Regions from separate parts of the Sus scrofa genome. Here all the other regions are linked to region 5. A link is a contact called in public HiChIP or PLAC-seq and promoter capture Hi-C data. All regions are on one chromosome and are shown on one strand. Each heading gives the region's core, a stretch centred on a gene start, on an enhancer-like site or on the middle of the called end of the contact. The rest is flanking DNA. Distances are from core to core; before and after follow the strand shown. Region 1 holds the start of ABRAXAS1 (BRCA1-A complex subunit Abraxas). Region 2 holds the start of COQ2 (4-hydroxybenzoate polyprenyltransferase, mitochondrial). Region 3 holds the start of HNRNPDL (heterogeneous nuclear ribonucleoprotein D-like). Region 4 holds the start of LOC110255270. Region 5 holds the start of THAP9 (DNA transposase THAP9). Region 6 holds the start of MRPS18C (28S ribosomal protein S18c, mitochondrial).

What was found. Promoter capture Hi-C pulls out the DNA fragments that hold promoters and counts their contacts. HiChIP or PLAC-seq counts read pairs in DNA pulled down with a chosen protein or histone mark.
Region 1: an H3K27ac HiChIP or PLAC-seq map of alveolar macrophages shows a contact between it and region 5. The contact joins the promoter of ABRAXAS1 here to the promoter of THAP9 in region 5. A contact is called at or near these places in 1 of 47 Hi-C or Micro-C datasets (skeletal muscle) and 1 of 2 datasets of contacts at active chromatin or transcription factors (alveolar macrophages).
Region 2: a contact with region 5 is called in an H3K27ac HiChIP or PLAC-seq map of skeletal muscle, with 9 times the contacts expected there. The contact joins the promoter of COQ2 here to the promoter of THAP9 in region 5. A contact is called at or near these places in 12 of 47 Hi-C or Micro-C datasets (alveolar macrophages, brain, epiblast stem cells and 8 more) and 2 of 2 datasets of contacts at active chromatin or transcription factors (alveolar macrophages and skeletal muscle).
Region 3: a contact with region 5 is called in a promoter capture Hi-C map of liver, with 4 times the contacts expected there. The contact joins the promoter of HNRNPDL here to the promoter of THAP9 in region 5. A contact is called at or near these places in 2 of 5 promoter capture datasets (fetal liver and liver), 8 of 47 Hi-C or Micro-C datasets (alveolar macrophages, blood, embryonic fibroblasts and 3 more) and 1 of 2 datasets of contacts at active chromatin or transcription factors (skeletal muscle).
Region 4: a promoter capture Hi-C map of fetal skeletal muscle shows a contact between it and region 5, with 4 times the contacts expected there. The contact joins the promoter of LOC110255270 here to the promoter of THAP9 in region 5. A contact is called at or near these places in 3 of 5 promoter capture datasets (fetal liver, fetal skeletal muscle and liver), 3 of 47 Hi-C or Micro-C datasets (alveolar macrophages, heart right ventricle and skeletal muscle) and 2 of 2 datasets of contacts at active chromatin or transcription factors (alveolar macrophages and skeletal muscle).
Region 6: a contact with region 5 is called in a promoter capture Hi-C map of fetal liver, with 3 times the contacts expected there. The contact joins the promoter of MRPS18C here to the promoter of THAP9 in region 5. A contact is called at or near these places in 3 of 5 promoter capture datasets (fetal liver, fetal skeletal muscle and liver), 6 of 47 Hi-C or Micro-C datasets (blood, heart right ventricle, liver and 3 more) and 2 of 2 datasets of contacts at active chromatin or transcription factors (alveolar macrophages and skeletal muscle).

What each region holds. Positions count from the first base shown.
Region 1 is chr8:135,001,021-135,003,720 of Sscrofa11.1, reverse strand. It overlaps ABRAXAS1 (BRCA1-A complex subunit Abraxas), which reads right to left and starts at 1,424. Exons shown (of 8, transcript XM_005656571.3): 1 at 1,300-1,424. The coding sequence starts at 1,386. It overlaps GPAT3 (glycerol-3-phosphate acyltransferase 3), which reads left to right and starts at 1,581. Exons shown (of 13, transcript XM_003129347.5): 1 at 1,581-1,880.
Region 2 is chr8:135,129,198-135,131,897 of Sscrofa11.1, reverse strand. It overlaps COQ2 (4-hydroxybenzoate polyprenyltransferase, mitochondrial), which reads right to left and starts at 1,412. Exons shown (of 7, transcript XM_003129357.5): 1 at 1,142-1,412. The coding sequence starts at 1,394. It overlaps LOC102167078 (a long non-coding RNA gene), which reads left to right and starts at 1,460. Exons shown (of 8, transcript XR_001304089.2): 1 at 1,460-1,589.
Region 3 is chr8:135,801,201-135,803,900 of Sscrofa11.1, reverse strand. HNRNPDL (heterogeneous nuclear ribonucleoprotein D-like) reads right to left here and starts at 1,371. Exons shown (of 9, transcript XR_002346906.1): 1 at 139-1,371. It overlaps ENOPH1 (enolase-phosphatase 1), which reads left to right and starts at 1,568. Exons shown (of 6, transcript NM_001243830.1): 1 at 1,568-1,828. The coding sequence starts at 1,745.
Region 4 is chr8:135,843,268-135,845,967 of Sscrofa11.1, reverse strand. LOC110255270 reads left to right here and starts at 1,403. Exons shown (of 2, transcript XM_021101889.1): 1 at 1,403-2,617. The coding sequence starts at 1,427. The coding sequence ends at 2,008. HNRNPD (heterogeneous nuclear ribonucleoprotein D0) reads right to left here and starts at 1,476. Exons shown (of 7, transcript XM_021101885.1): 1 at 892-1,476. The coding sequence starts at 1,124.
Region 5 is chr8:135,419,350-135,422,049 of Sscrofa11.1, reverse strand. It overlaps THAP9 (DNA transposase THAP9), which reads left to right and starts at 1,317. Exons shown (of 5, transcript XR_002346893.1): 1 at 1,317-1,507. It overlaps LOC100737511 (a long non-coding RNA gene), which reads right to left and starts at 1,209. Exons shown (of 5, transcript XR_002346894.1): 1 at 1,008-1,209; 2 at 1-870.
Region 6 is chr8:135,025,261-135,028,023 of Sscrofa11.1, reverse strand. It overlaps MRPS18C (28S ribosomal protein S18c, mitochondrial), which reads left to right and starts at 1,305. Exons shown (of 7, transcript XM_003129356.5): 1 at 1,305-1,622; 2 at 1,917-2,080. The coding sequence starts at 1,981. It overlaps HELQ (helicase POLQ-like), which reads right to left and starts at 1,906. Exons shown (of 17, transcript XM_013989417.2): 1 at 1,373-1,906; 2 at 1-299. The coding sequence starts at 1,555.

The DNA of each region.
Region 1 (2,700 bases), core at 175-2,674, 420 kb after region 5:
CTAAAATTTCATAAAAGGAGCTCCTATCCTGGCTCAGTGGAAACAAATCTGACTAGTACCCATGAGTGCGAAGGTTCCATCCCTCGCCTCACTTAGTGGTTAAGGATCCAGCATCACCATGAGCTGTGGTGCAGGTCGCAGACCAGCGAGGATCCCGTGTTGTTGTGACTGTGGCGTAGGCCAGGAGCTACAGATCCGTTTTGACCCTAGCGTGGGAGCCTCCAAACGTCAAGGGTGCAGCCCTAAAAAAAAAAAGAAAAAAAAAAAGATAGAAAAATGTAAAAACAAAAGCTTTAAAAAATAAGCACTGTGGTTTTTTTGTTTTGTTTTGTTTTTGTCTTTTTGATATTTCTTGGGCCGCTCCCGCGGCATATGGAGGTTCCCAGGCTAGGGGTCTAATCGGAGCCGTAGCCACCGGCCTACGCCAGAGCCACAGCAATGCGGGGTCCCAGCCGCGTCTGCAACCTACACCACAGCTCATGGCAACGCCGCATCCTTAACCCACTGAGCAAGGGCAGAGATCAAACCCGCAACCTCATGGTTCCTAGTCGGATTCGTTAACCACCGCGCCACGACGGGAACTCCCAGCACTGTGTTTTTAAAAAGTCCTTCACTACTTCATCCAGAGGTTTTGAACGGGCAAAAGGAATAAGCATTTAAATACCTAATATGTGAAGACAAACTTAAATACTTAAATTTTAACGGAAAGCATCTCACAAGGAACTAGCTGAGGCCTCACAATATAACACATTTGCTATCAATGCCAACAAAAGTCAAAGATACCCTCTAAGCACGTTAATCTTTTTCATCTAAGACTTCTCCCCAAATAGCCACTGGATGCACCGCTTCTCATTCCCTTACCCGCCGACCCTTTCAACAAACGTGCACAGTAGCTGTTCTGCAGGAAAAAAACAAGAGTGGTGGGAAAACCCCTGGGGGTCTTAGGAGAGCGTTAACCCGCACCCTTCCCGGCGGGGCACAGGACCCCCGCGACCTCTCTCTTCCTCCTCCACCGAGTGAGTCCCGACAAGGCGAGCTGCGGCAGGAGAGCAAGGGGGCGTGCGGGACGCTGCGGTCGGGCGCGGAAATGAACGCCGGCGACCAGAGGAAGGGTCAGAGGGCGGGCGGCAGCTCCGGGGCCGCCCAGGGGCTGAGAGGGCGGCTCGGGGGGCAGAGGGCCGGCCCGTCGCCGTCGTCGGGGAGCCCGCGGGCGGGACCCGGGCCAAGGCGGCCACGAGGGGCCCGCGCGCAGGGCCTCTTCCGAGGCGACTGCAGCTCCCGCCCCGCCGCTCGGCTCACCGTGTCCGAGTCGGTGTTGAGGTGCTGGAAGGCGAGAGCGCCGAGCACAAAACCAGAGAGCACCGCCGACGTGCTCTCCCCCTCCATGTTGCCGCCGCCGCCGCCGCGCTGCTCAAGGGGGCGGGGCGGAGGCGGGGCCTGAAGAGCGGGGGCCGCGGCCGCGCGACAATGGGGCGGGGCCAGCCGAGGGGGCGGGGCCTGCGCCCGCGCACTGGCGAGGGCGCGGGCGAGGCGGCGCGGGCGCCCTCTGGTGGGTGAGGCGCTGCGCAGCGCTGCGACGAGCCTTCAGGCGTCGGGGCGTCTCCGCCCAGGGCGACGGCCAGCGCTTCGGCGGTTCGCTGCCCCCTGAGGGAGCCTGTCATATATACAAAACGGAAAAAGGGAACAGTGCTGGCAGCATAGAAGCGTTGTTTAGTGACATAATATCACGGTGGAAATGCCACTTTGTGGTTTTCCAAGTGCCAGATGCTCCCCTTCACCCGTAGAAACTTCTGGAATACTAACGACGGCCTCGGAGGACGGCGCTTCCGGAGCCTCCCGTGATGTCCACCCCGCCGAGCGCAGGCGGGGAGCGCGTTTCTGTGAGTGTTTTCCTGCTTTTAGAGAATTGACTCACGGACTTGTTGACGGAAGAACACGCAGATGGTTAACCTCGTTCTGACGGTTTAATGTTGGGTGTAAAGACTGTTCCCGCTCCCAGGGTGAAAGCGTGGAGGGAGTGGGGGACCGAGGCTTGGCCATTTCCCACACACGATTCTAAAGTACGGATGTTATTTTGTTTTTATTTGCTTTTTAGGGCCTCGCGCACGCGTACGGAAGTCCCCAGGCTCCGGGTTGAATCCGAGCTGCAGCTGCCGGCCGACGCCACAGCCACAGCGGTGAGGGTCCTTAACCCACCGGGCAGGGCCGCTCGGCTGCTAGGCAGGTTCGTCGCTGCTGAGCCATAGCAGGAGCTCCCAAACCTGTGGTTTGCTTTTTTTTTTTTTTTGTCTTTTTGCCTTTTCTAGGGCCGCTCCTGCGGCATATGGAGGTTCCCAGGCTAGGGGTCAGATAGGAGCTGTAGCCGCCGGCCTACACCACGGCCACAGCAACTCGGGATGGAGCTGCATCTGCGACCTACCCCACAGCTCACCGCAACGCTGGATCCTTAACCCACTGAGCAAGGCCAGGGGTTGAACCTGCAACCTCATGTTCCTAGTCGGATTCGTTAACCGCTGCACCAGGATGGGAACTCCCCAAACCTGTGGTTTTTAAACGAAAGTCAGCAAACTATCAGACTAACCCGAACTGCTGCTGAATTGGATTAATATCAGACCACTAAAGTGAATTAATAGTGCATACTTCTGAGTTTTGTTGTGCAGCAGCCATATTTGACTAACACGTTGAAGACATACGTATAGT
Region 2 (2,700 bases), core at 163-2,662, 290 kb after region 5:
CAACTCACTGCAACGTAAATGCCATCATCCAGATCACCTGGAGTTCAGCCTCTACCCTCCCTACCAACTGTCTGTCCATCCTTCTTCAGTCCAGCTCTTATCTGGCCTTGACTCCCACTATATCCTCTGCCCACCTGCGGTTCCACATCAGCTTGTATCCTTAGCGTTCCAACACTCCACCCTTGGGTCTTGGCAAAAATATTTCCCTCACCAATTAAGAGCTCTTTCCTTCTCTACAAAATCTACTTGTCCTGAGGTGCACATTCTACTTGATTTTTTTTTTCCAGCAATGGAGAATCACAATAATTACTCTTTTCCCTGCTGCATCTCTTATCTGTATCACTTATATTTGATCCCATACTTTCCCACCTCACCCAATACTTTGTCTTTTTTAACTAGACCGGGGGTTCTTTGAAAATGCAGCGTTTCCATCGCTTTTTCTAAACCCAAGGCTAAGCGATGTTGAAGGAACTAATTCATTCAGTGCTACTGCCAGGCTCTGTTCTAGACACTAGTTATAAATGTACCATATAAGGGAGGCTTATTCTGTAGTGGACACATTTATCAAACAATAAATGCGTGAGGTTACTTAGTGGCCAGTGCTAAGAAGAAAAACGGGAGGGTACAAAGATAGAGGGAGGTGATATTCTACATGGGAAGATCAGGGAAACCCTCCCTTAAGAGGAGATGGTGAACTAGTAAGTAGTCCCTAAGTGCTGTACCCGCTGCATTTGAATGAATTAAATCTTCGTGGCGCAGGCAGAGTACTAAAACACTCAGCATCCAAAAAGCCCGCTCTGCCAAAAAGCCCTAGTTGCCTCAGCGTCTTTATCATCTCAAACACTTGCTCGGGAGCCTCACTGGATCCTGGGAAGAATGAACCACAACGAATGTGGAAGCGCTTCCATTCTGGAAATCCGCGCAGACGCAGGGATACGGGCACGGAATTTCCGCGCGACTCACCACGTGAACTAGGCTTTGTGATAAGCGAATTTTTTGCTTAGGACTCAGAGGGGCGTGGAAGCCGCCTGGTCGCTTGGGAGCTCGCCCCGTTCGGGTGTCTTGGGGGTAGTCGGCTTCCGGGAGTCACTCCCACTGCGGCGCCGGCAGCGCCCGGCCCGCCGCGCGCGTCCGCACTCACCTATGGGCTTGTCCAACCGCATGAGGCGCAGGTAGGGCTGCAGCGGGCGGGGCGCCGCGTTCACGACTGCCGCCGCCGACAGACTCCGCCGCCGCCCGCGCGGCTCGCGCCCGGCCGAGGGCTGCCGGCCCCACGCGTGGAGGCCGCCGGCCGCGCGCGCCAAGGCCAGCGAGCGGCCACGCCAACCCCACAGCCACGCCTGCGTCCTGGCCCGCAACGCCCGCGCGAGCCCCGCGCCGCCCGCGCCTAGCATGGCGCTCGGGAGAGCTCCGGCGCGCTGGCCTGACGTCACTCCCGCGCGTCCGCGTCCCCGCAGGCATGCGCGGTGGCGTCCGCCGGCGGGACCGTCCGTGCCTGTCCAGTCCCGGCGGCTGGGTGGCGCGAGCTTTTTGAGTAAGGTGAAGTGGAAATTATCGTGGTCACCTTGCCCTGTGAGGGGGTTCTTCAGGTAAAGAAATTCCTGTCATCAAAATGTGTAATAGAACAAAACCTCCTGCTGAACCCAGTATTCGCAGTCAGGCGTTACATTTGCAAAGCTTGAAAGAGCACGAAGAGGCCAAACCAAGAATGTAAATTAAAACCCTGCTGAGGTGAGGGTCGTTCATTATGCAAGTGAAAATCTTAAATTTGGTAATCATTTCAAAGGGGTTAGTGTAATCCAGAGGCAGCGAGTGTGTGGGATGCCAAGAGACTGCAGCGAGAACATTTGGTTTGAGCTGCATGATCATAGCCAGCTATTGGGCAGCGCGGGGTGCCAGGCACTGTTACAGGCACTGTATATGTATTGTCCCATTTAACCACTTAGTGAGTGACCGTGGTCAAGTTGCTCATTGGAATTCTTATATTCTAGGGAATGGTTTTTTTTTTTTTTTTTTTTTTTTGTATAGAGGCTTTAAGTGGCTTCCTTTGAAACCTGAACAGTGATTCTGTGATATCTTGAGTCTCCAGTGGTGGTGTTAAGGGGGTGGCCCTTAATAAATTTACAAAACTCACAATTTGTTCAATTGAAGACAGATTTCAAGACACTGGGAAATTTTATTACATAATTGTAAAGGAAAAAACACACTTCCTCCTGTGTGTGTTTACTCTCAATACTACAACACTGCTTGACTTGAGACCCCAGATGTATGTGTTTTCCACACATCAAGCAATTCTGCAATACCTGAGTGTCCTATAATTTTACATAGTTCTGGCACTATCCATCTGGAGTTTGCATCAGATTTCTGCAGGTTGCTGGCTCAGTCCTGGAAGACTGCCCCTCCCCCCAAAGTCAAAAGTCCAGGTTGTTACTTCCGCGTCTGACCTACCTCTGTTGGGGAGGAAAAAAGTTTTCCTCTGCCCTTCTAGTTTCTTCTGGCTGGTCTCAAAAATAATTGCAGACAGATTGAGAGGAGAAAGTAAAGTTTCATTACATATGTATAGGGATTCCAAATATGAGAACACTCAAAGGTAAAAATGCATTATATATGGCCTTCTGGACTAAGGAGAAGGGGGAAGGGGTTTGGGACTTCAAAGAGATAGAAGACCATTCACAGAAAGAATGAAAGGAGCAAACGTTT
Region 3 (2,700 bases), core at 122-2,621, 380 kb before region 5:
TCCTCTTCCCTCCAAGCTAGTGCGGCCCAGCGGGCACGCGGGGCGTCGGCTCGGGGCAAGAATGGGAGCAGCGCGCGGCCCCCGCGGGACGAAGGGCGCGCGCGGGGCGCTGGGGGAGGGGGGAGACGCGTGCGGTACCCGTCATCCTGCTGATTTTTGCTCGCGTTGATCTTGGACCCCTCTGCGAACTCCTCTATGTTGCTGTACTCGTTCATGTCCTCCATGGCGGCGGGGTTGTCGGCCGGAGGGTGCGGGCGCGCAGTCCGAGTCGCGGCAGCGGCGGCGGCGGAGCGTTGTATGGAACTGGATTTAAAATGGCGGCGGAAGAGATCCGGGCGCCGCCTGCGCCCTCCCTTTATAGCCGCCACGCCGGCCAATCGCGAGGGCTGCTGTGCGGTGACGTGGCGCTGGGCCCGGCGCGCCCCCTGCCGGGCGGAGCTGGGAGCGAGCGAAGGGAGGAGCGGAGCGAGCTGCCGCGGCGCCCGCGGCCGCCAATGGGAGAGGCTGCGGGAGGCTAAAGTAGCGGGAGCGGAGGGGAACAATGGCGGCGGCACTTGGGAAAGCCGGGGCGGGACCTCCATCGCGGCCCTCCCGCGGAGGAGTGAGGTCGCGGCCGAGGGGAGGCGGGCTTGGGGAGAGGGATGCGTCAGAAGAGAAAAACGACGGGGCGAGAAGTCCTGGGGTCACGAATCCCGAGCAGCGCCGTCCCAGGGCCACAGTCCCTCTTGCCTTGAGAGCCTTTGTCTCTGGCGTCCGGTCCAGCCCACTCCCAGCAAAGAGCCGCCAACCCCGCCTCTTTCCGCCCTCGGATCCCCAGTGCCGAGCTGCTGCTGCGGCTGCCGCTGCTATCAATGAGCCCCGTGGGCGCGCTGCTCCGGGAAGAGGCGGACTGCGCCCGGCGCCCGCAGCCGAGGTGGCGAGCGCGCCCGCCCGTCCGCCGCGCGCACGCGTGTTGTCCTCGAGCTGCCTGGACCCAGCCGACCAGGGAGCGGGCGCGCGGCGGCCCCTCCGGGCAGCGGCGCAGGACGGGCGCCTCTCCGCTCCGCCACGGGCGCGCGGGCCGAGGGGGCGCGGCGGGCCTCCCTGGCCGATCGCAGGCCCACGCCGCTCGGCTGGCCGGGACCCAAACGGCCTCTGTTGCTGGCTGAGGATGGGAGGAGGGGCGCGGGCCCGGTCGGATTACTGTCAATACGCAAACGCGGAGGCAGTGGGCGGGGAGGGAGGGTAGGTGCCGTAGAGGGCAAGGGGCACTCACATCCCCGGCGCGCCACTCGCGGGGCTCCCGTCTGCACGTGCCCCGGGCCTCTCCCGCTCGCTCTACCAGTCTGCGGAGGGCGCGCGCCCGCGCACCCGGCTCCCGCGTTCGCCTCTTTGTTCCCGCCCACGCGAGGCCCATCTTGACGGATCGGGTGCGAGGCCCTCTAGCGGCCAATCGGCATCGGCGCCAGGGCCTCTCCCCGCCCCCTCGGGGCCCCGGAGGACCGCCCCTTTCCCTACCCACGTGGTCTCGGCCTCCGGCCCCGGATCGCTCCCGAGTTCTGGGCGCCCGTCCTGCGGGTTTCTCTGCTTCCTTGGCCGCGGAGGGGTCCTCTCCGCCTCGTGCGTCGGCAGGGCGCGGTTGCCCGCTCTGGGGTCCTTGCGGGACTGTCGGAAGCTTCGCCCGCTGCTGCCGCCGCCGCCGCCGGCGCCGCCCGCCGCCCTCCCCACCAGTAGGCCGATTCCCGTGGTATCATCCGGTAGGGAAATGGTCGTGCTTTCGGTGCCCGCCGAAGTCACTGTGATCCTGTTAGATATCGAAGGTACCACAACCCCGATTGCTTTCGTGAAGGTGAGGGGCGGAAGGGAGCGGGGAAGTTACTTGTGCTTTCAAACAATGAAGTATTTTAAAGTGTTGCAGACCTCGCCCTGGAGACCGGAGGCGTGGGAGAGACGGTGTGGCTTTGCACCCGCTCTGGGGTGGGAGGACGTAGTCTGCGGCGGGTTGCAGGGATGCTGTGCCTCACCGCCTTGTCTTAACCTTCCCGGGTCCTCGCCTTCCGCTAGAGGCAGGTGGTTGGGGAAGAGATGGAGATGGTGGTGAAGAGGGGACGGAGGAGGGCAGTGTGGCCCCCCCACAGGTGTGCGCCCAGTCGCCCGACAGGTGTGCGCCCGCCTTGTGCCGGGTTGAACCTGGCGAGGTGGTGGCCGCTGTCTAGCTGTCCTTGAGGCTTCTAGTCCCACGCTTCTAGACTGAAGTGTGACTTTTCGGGTAGCCCAGGTATCTTAAAGCAGTAATGGTTGATCTTTGCCGTTTCCCACTCCTGCTTTTAGTGGCCGAACTGCACACTGTGCGTTGCTGGATTAGGCTAGCAAACATGTCTAGATTCCGTTCATTTTCTTCAAAAATGGAAGCCTAAAGTTCTTAGCCAATACCTTCCTCCTAGAATGTCAGTGGTAACCAACCCTTGTCTACACCCAGTTCATAAACCTGTAACTTTGCTTTTTTTTTTTTTTGTCTTTTTGCCATTTCTAGGGCCGCTCCTGCGGCATATGGAGGTTCCCAGGCCTAGGGGTCGAATTGGAGCTGTAGCCGCCGGCCTACACCACAGCCACAGCAACGCGGGATCCGAGCCGCCTCTGCAACCTACACCACAGCTCATGGCAACGCCGGATCCTTAACCCGCTGAGCAAAGGCAGGGAGCGAACCCGCAACCTCATGGT
Region 4 (2,700 bases), core at 154-2,653, 420 kb before region 5:
ACCCTGCGCACGGGGTGGGTTGTGAAAAACGGAAACTACACAGAAAAAATGAGGCAAGAGTACAACCTACGAACAGCTGGGGACTCCAAGAGCGGAGGGCGCGGAAAAGGTGCGCGGGAGAGTTCGCTCGGCGGGATGGGGGAGGGCAGCCGGCCGGCGGGAGCCGGAACGGCTCGAGCCCCGGGCAGGCCCCGCCGCCGGGCAACTTAAGGAAAGCCGGCGGAGCGGAACGGCCGCAGCCGCGGGCGCCCTCCACCAGGCCCGGGGGTCCGGCGGCCGCAGCGCAGGGGCCGCGGGGCGAGCCGCCGCGCCAGCCGGTGCGGAGGGAACGCGGAGGCCGCGGAGGAACTCGCGCCCGCGACTCAGAGGCGCTCGGCCTGAAGCCGAGAGGGAGGAGCGCCGCCGGACAGCCTACACGCTCCCCGAAGCGTGTGTTGATAAATACTCGCCGTCCCGGGAGGCCGGGGTGAGGGCAACCCCATAAGCCTGAGTCGCCCGGGCATAAAGGCTTTTGTGTCCGCCGGCGCCGTCCTGCCCGGGACTTCAGAAAACGGGGACGCGAGAAGACAGCGGCAGCGGAAAAAAGGTAACCCCTCGGCGGGCGGGAAAAAATCCCGGCGGCTCCGCCAGTGGGAGGAGACCCGAGGCGAGGGAGGGGAGGAGGGCGGGCCGGGAGCGGCATGGTGACGGCTAAAGGTGGAAACGTGTGGGATGGGGGAGGGGGCGGCCCGCGGGCAGGGGCAGGGGACGCGGGCCCGGGAGTCCGGCGCGGAGAGGGGCGCGCGGGGCGCCGAGGCTGCGCGCGGGCCGGGCGGGAACGAGGCCTAATGGCGGGGCACGGGGAGGGGGAGGGGAGCTGGGCCTGACTATCCCGGGCCGCCCCTTACTCACCCTTCGTCCTCCTCGTTCTTACTGGCGTCGATCTTCGCCCCCTCCGACTCGGCGCTGCCCCCTTCCGTGCCAGCAGCCGCGGTTCCGCCCCCGGTCCCGGCTCCGCTTCCCGCCGCCGCCGCTGCCCCCGGCGCCGCCGCCACCATGGCTCCCTCCTGCTCGCCCGCCGAGCCGCCTACCGCCGCCGTCGCCGCCGCCGCCGCCCCGTCCCCGCCGAACTGCTCCTCCGACATAGCGCTACCGCCGCCGCCGCCGCCGAGACGACACCCGCCGCCGCCGCGAGCCGAAACTAGCAGCAAAGTAATCCCCGCCGCCGCCGCGCGCCCGCTCCGCCGCGCGAGGCACACAACAAGACAGAGACGGCGCGCGCGGCTGCACAGGCTCCTGCGCCTCTCCCTGGCCTGCCCCCCTCGCCTCCCACTCTCGCGCGGCGCGCACGCCCGCTCTCGCCCGCTGCACTAAAAAAGAATAAGACACAGCGGCGGCCCCTCTCGCCTCCTCCTCGCTTTAATGGCGCCGCCGCGGACCACCTAAAATGGCCGACGGAAGAACGGCGCGTCCCGGTCACGTGACGCGCGAGCGCGCCCTTTGCACCCCCGCCCCCCCGCCAGTTTTTCCCCTTCCTCCTCGGTCCCGCCCGCGCGCCGCCTTTCATACCTTCTCCGCACGCGCCGCGCCGCTCTGCGTGGGGCCTTTAAAAGGAACCGGAAGTGGCGTCCGCCGGGAGAGCCGCGCCGAGACCATCGAGAACAAGGGGCGCTGTTTCCAAGGCGCAGCTAGAGGGGCCGCTTCCCCCGCCCTCGCCTCTCGAGGGTTCCCGGGGCGCTCACCCGCCCACCCCACCCCTGCCTGCCCGCCCGCCCGCTCCAGCAGGCGGGGCGGCGGGCAGCGGAGTGGGGGCGCCTCGCGGGCGGCGGCCGTGCCCGCGCGCCGGCGGACTCGGCGAGGGAGGAGAGGCGCCCCGCCGGCGGCCCTGGGCGCCGGGGTCCGCGGGAGGAGAGCGGCCACCCCGAGGGGGCGGCCGGGCCCACGCCGCTCCGGGGACGCCGGGCCGGCCGCGCCCGTGCACGGCCTGCGGCAGCTCCTCCGGCCACCGGAGCCGCCCGCGCCCGGGTGACATTGAGGTGCCCGCGGCTGCCGCTGCCGCGCCCCCCAGCCCCGGCGGGCGGGCTGGAGCCGCCGGCCCGAAGGGCTGCCTCCTTCGCGGCTTGTTCTCCGGGTCGGATGTGTGCCTGCCTGCCCGTCTCCTGAAGTTTTTCGTCGAAAGCAGCGGGCACCTTGCGTGTTTTAAGAAACGGGGTTGTCTTGCTCTGCTTACTCGGAGGATCCCGACACCTGCCACGTCCTTGGGGACGTGTGTGAGATCAAGCGCGCGTTCGGTTAATGTAATGGTCTTCAGTCTGTGCGTTGTGTGCATCGTCTTTACGAGGGTGCTCGGTTTGGGGCGTTGTGGGTTTGGGCGGCTTTGGTTAAACCCGCCAGGCGTCTTGTGCGGGGTAGCAGTCAAGTTCGTCTTTAACAGACCTGTTAGAAATCCCAAGTGCCTTGGCTGGAAACTGAGTTATTCGGGCTCGGGGACTGGCAGCTTCCTGCACGCACATCTAGAAGAAAATGAAGGTTTGGGGCACTTCTTTCGTCAGGAGATGATTTTGCGCCTGTTTCGTCATGTGCCCAGACACTGAGCAAACGAAGACTAGTGCGAGATACAGCAGAGGACTCTGGAGAGGTAAAATATTTGGTTTTCATTATGTAGTTAAATGCATTGATACTAACGCTACCCAAAACCTCTAGGATTAAAAATGTCTAATG
Region 5 (2,700 bases), core at 68-2,567:
GGGGTAGGCCAGCAGCTACAACTCTCATTCAACCCCTGGCCTAACTTCCATATGCTGCAGGTTTGGCCCTAAATAAAAGTTTCTAACAGTCTAAACAACTGACGGTGTTTTAAATCCAGGTCCTACCCTTAGCACAGCCCGCAGCTAAGTAAACCCCATGGACCAATTTCCCCCAAATTCATGGACTATCTTAGGCTTTGTAACTTTTAACGAAAATACATGAGCAAAAATTACGTTAACTGCGTTCAAGTAAGATATAAGCGTATGATAAAGGAAAGCAATTGTAAGTAATACCTTGAGATGAATCTTTCTGGCTAGACTCTGGATAAAGCAAACAAAAAAGGGAAAAAGAACAATCTTGCTTGGAAGTGCTAGACTCATTCTTGCCAGCTAGAGACAGAAATGAACAAATTACAAACATTTCTGTTCTCTATGATGGGCCTGCAACGTTAGGCAGGAACGATACCACTTAATATGCTAAGGACCTCTTTAAAGATGCAAAAGAGAAACTAGGCCCTACTTGGCCCCACTTTTCTTCTATGAGACCTGAAACCTCATACCGTATACACGAAGAGCTTAACAAAGACGTCCTTCTATGCATGATCGTCTCACTCCTGAAAGCCATCCACATCCCAACCAAAACCATTTCATTGCCCCTGTCGGTAAGGCTACTGACGGGTCCCCACTAGACAGTGCGTTTCCCCGAGAGCCCCCTTCTTACCTCCTTAATTCCCCCACTGGGGCACAAGCTTTTGCAGAAAAGGGTTCGTTGAATTAAAAGTCGACTTATCTTCATGTGAGATTCTCATCCAAGCTCCTCCGAGGACACACACCTACGGTCAACCACACCATTGTCTCCGCATCAAGGAACTACAAAATAAAATGCAAAGAAATGCCATGCCTCTCAGCAAATAATTCACTTGGGGTCCAATTTTGTCTTCTACATTGCTAGGGCGCCGCGTTTATCCCCCTCCATCACACCCTCCAGCCACTTTCAGAGCTCGCACCCGGAGACACACTGGTACGCCTATGGATTCGCTTCAACTTTGGTGCTGCCTCTCCCCTTCGCATGCTCCCTCTGGGCCTCACAAGAAGCGCGATGGCAATGGATTTAGTCAGCGCGGATGAAAAGGAACCCATGGCGGTTGCTTCCACTAACCACCCTCGACCAGCGAGGGAGGGGCGGCCCAATGGCGTCGTAATCGTTCTGGTCTTTCTGATTGGCTGCTGGGGCAAAACGTGGCCTGTGATTGGCCACGGCGGCAGGCGCAGCGCCCCCCGAAAAGAAGGGTGGGAGTCTTGCGCCTTAAGATCCCGCCTTTCCAATAAATAAAGGTCGTAGGCGCCCAGTCAGCGGGCGGAGCTAACTTTGTAGCGTTTCATGCCGTCGAAGGAGCACCGACCGTGGAGCGCCACCTAACAAGAAGATGACCCGAAGTTGCTCGGCAGTGGGCTGCAGCACCCGGGACACCGTGCTGAGCCGCGAGCGGGGCCTCTCCTTCCACCAGTGCGTGAGAGCGGCCGCCGCGCTAACTCCCAGCACGGCCGGCTGGCTGCAGGCCGGGGGCGGGGCCGGGCGGGGCGTCCCCCGCGACGTGGCGCGACGTGCGTAGCGTGGGACTGGGCGGAGGGACTGGGCAACCTTGAGAGCGAAGGCCGTTCTTCACCTTGGTGCTCGGTGCCTTTGGCGGCTTTGCATTCTCACGGCTTACCGCTGCCCGACAGCGTTTAGCACGAGTTAAAGGAGTCTTGCTTCCTGTCGGCGTCTTACTGCAGGGGAAGGGAATGCAGTTTAGAAGTGCCGTTGAAGGCGTGAGCTTTCATCGATTAGAGTGTGGGGCTCGCCCGGGCGATGTGTGCAGATCAGTTTTGTTAGTGAACTGAACTCGAGTTCGCTCCCCCACCGCGCTGCAAAGCCAGTTTACTGACCAGGTTGTGGTTCGGCGTTAGTTGCACAGTGCCAAGCAAGGAGAACCGGGGTCCATGCTCAAAAGACCTAAATTCCTCGATGGGCTTGTAGAGTTTTGAAAAGCAGTCTTGGGGTAAAGGCTGCGGAGTGCATGAATTTATTCGGATTGAGTGGGAGTGAGGTAACAGGGTGGTGTTTGGAGAATGTCAATCATCAGGCTTCTGGTTCCAATAAATTGGGTCCAAGTGCTTGTGGTCAGCGACTAGTCACTATCTTCCAGCTGGGCAGGGGTTAGTTTTTGCAGAACAACTTAAAGATAGCCATCAGGCTATTACGTACAGCCCTTGAGGAGGATCTTGGACTCTGTCTTATCATGGAACTATCGTTCGTGCTCTCTGGCTTAACTGCCCCCCCCCCCCCGCATTCCCTCACTTCCTTAGTTAGAATTTGCCTGTGTCTGCTTTTTGGAGATCAGGGAAGGCCTAGGAGACTAAAGGGTTTTTTTAAAATTTAATTTGATTTTTTACTTTTCTTTAGAACAAGATAGTAGTGGGAGGGGGCTGGGGGAGGTCGTTGTGAAGCAAGACGGCCTATGGAGGGGCTTTTGTGCCCGGCGGGGCCCGCAGGGGACTCTTGATTTCGGATTTTCACTGCCTATCATTGGTAGTTGTTCAGTATCCTTAGGCTGCACTCTGCAAGCCTAGTCGCACTCAGGATGTATCTTATCATGGCAAGGATGTTTCCTTTGGCTCAAAAGTGGGTGTTGTTTTCAGGCCCGTCTAATCTGAACC
Region 6 (2,763 bases), core at 56-2,555, 390 kb after region 5:
GAAGAAGGTACATCATACAAAAGATCAGCTTCAGGTTCAGTAGCGACATCTTCATGCCCACTCTGGTTCTTTGTGTGCTCCTCTGTTTTTACTCCAGTGAAGTCGCCTACAGTGTTACTGCTGAGGATGCTGTGTTTAATGCTTTCTGAACAAAGATCTTCAGGGGCATGATCTGTAGCATGCTCCTCTTGTTCTGGAATTTGCATATATTTTTGTTCCAGGTCATCAACTTGAGCTAAAAAAGAGTTTTCAGCAAAACTATCATAGTCACCAAACATGTCCTCTTCACTGTCAATATTCTGGAAAGAAAACAAAAGATCTGTGGTCAATTCTAGCTTCATGAATAGGTTTCCGGAGGAGTTCCCATCGTGGCTCAGTGGTTAACGAATCCGATTAGGAACCATGAGGTTGCGGTTTTGATCCCTGGCCTTGCTCAGTGGGTTAAGGATCCAGCATTGCCGTGAGCTGTGGTGTAGGTAAGCAGACTCGGCTCGGATCCCGCGTTGCTGTGGCTCTGGCATAAGCCTGTGGCTACAGCTCCGATTTGACCTCTAGCTCTGATTTGAACCTCCATATGCCGTGGGAGCGGCCAGAGAAATAGTAAAAAGACAAAGAAAAAAAAAAAAAAAAAAGGTTTCGGGAGTTCCTGATATGGCGCAGATGGGTTACCAATCCGACTGCAGCACTCTGGGTGCTGCGGAGGCATGGGTTCCATCCCCAGCCAGGACCACTGGGTTAAAGGATCTGACATTGTCACAACTGCGGCTTTGATTCAGTCCCTGGCCCAGGAACTTCCATATGCCGTGCGTGCAACCATTAAAAAAAAAAAAAGAATAAAAATTTCAGCCAAGGGCTCTCTCAGATACATCGTTACATGGTTATATATGTATCACAGACCAAAATGTAAATCATCCTCTTAAATAGAAACTATCATTCCCATTTTACAAATGAAGAAACGGGGGCGGAGAAAGGTTAAGTGGCATAAACTTGAAAGGCTAGGTTTGCATTTCAGTCATGCCACATGCATTTCAGCATGCCACACTTGCTGTGCGTACAACTTGTATGTCTTGAGGTCTATGTTTTATTTACATGTATATATAAAAAACGGGCCAACAGTGCAATACCTCACAAGTGAGATTAACATCGATAACAAAAACGAGGTGAGCACCTGAACGCTGGCAGATAATTGGGCAGCTGGCGTTTGCACCTGGGAATGGATCTGCCAATTTTTGTTTCAAGATCCACGCCCCCTGCAGCTGGTCGCCTACTCTTCCATTGAGCATGCGCACTGGGAGACCTGGTGTCTCCTCATCCCAAGGGTGGGAAATGGAACAAGAAACTCAGAGGAATTTGAGGGGTGATGGGGCTGTACCTCGACTGGCTGCACGTCCACGGTTTTCCGCCGCCGGCTCCCAGCCACCATTTCCTCCTCTTCCTTCTCATCACCGGGCTTAAGCTCGGCTGCGGTGGGGGCGGCCAAAACGCTCTCTGTGCTAAATCGGTTCCTTTTGCGGACAGACACCCGCCGGCGGATACGGGAACCGCCATCATCCATGGCAGGGGCTGAGGGCCCTCCCCGAACGTCGTCTCCAGTGACCCAGCCGCCAAACCCCAGTAGAAGGGTGAGTGCAGCAACAGGGGAAAGGTAGCAGCAGGTGGAAACGGGGCTCGCGTCTCCATCCACCTTTGGGAAAGACCACCAACCAATTATCGGGGCTCTGGAACCGGAAGCGGAGGCACAAGCATAAGAGCCCGCCCTCTCCTTGTCCAATCGTTAACGTCCCCAGCGGGCGGCGCGGAGTCCGGGTGGGAGTGGAGAACGGGAAGATGCTGCGCAGGCGCATCGAAAACTTCAGCTGCTCTTGGTTCTCCGCGTTCGCCTGCGGAACCTTTGAACCGAGTGCTCGGACCCACAGGGGAAGCACACCGGAAGGGGCTGGTCCGGCGCTTTGGAAAACGGAAGAGGAGGGGCAAGGGGCCATGGCGGCTGTGGTGTCTCTTTGCAGCCGGTTGGGGAGGAGAAAGTCGACAGACTTCGTGAATGCTGCTGTCTGCCTTACGGATCCCGGGACTCATGCAGGTAAAGTCTCCACATCCTAGGCTCCTTTGTAGACTTGCAGCCGTTGGCTTAGCCCTGCTTGGGTCGGTGGAGATGACACCGTTCGCTAATGGACGCCGGTGTCTAGGCCTTAGGTTTCTCCAAGGTAAGTGGGAATCTGTCATGGCCTGTCACTAGTTTTTTAAGACTGAAGAGGACGTCCAGTACAACAGTGATGGGGGGGTTCTCAAAAGGAGGCAGGGACATGCTTACGATCTTCGGGTAGAACTTGATAGGAAGCATCTTCACAGTAACCCCGCAGCAAATTCGATATCCGAGGTCCCAAATCAGGGCGAAATTGTGACATGGGCCCTGGAATCTACCATTTATGCACTTTAATCTACTTTGTGCTTCTCTGCCAAAACCTACTCTCTGTAAGGAGTCTGTTTTCATTTTTCCTTTGCATTAAAATCTGTCTCTACTCCATGAGAGAGAGGAAATAAATTTCAGGAAGAGAACAGGTAAGAGATTGTATGGTGGGGATACATACGCCCTTTCCCCAATGCCCCAGAAACCACACAAAGTCCACTCTGCCTCAAATCTAAAGGCTTTTTTTTTTAAACTTATATTTAACCTTGTTAGTGTAATGAATTAAAAACCTTTCTTTTATGTCATGCCTTAATTCATCTTGCCTCCATAGAAACAAAATATTTAGCTGCTCAGCT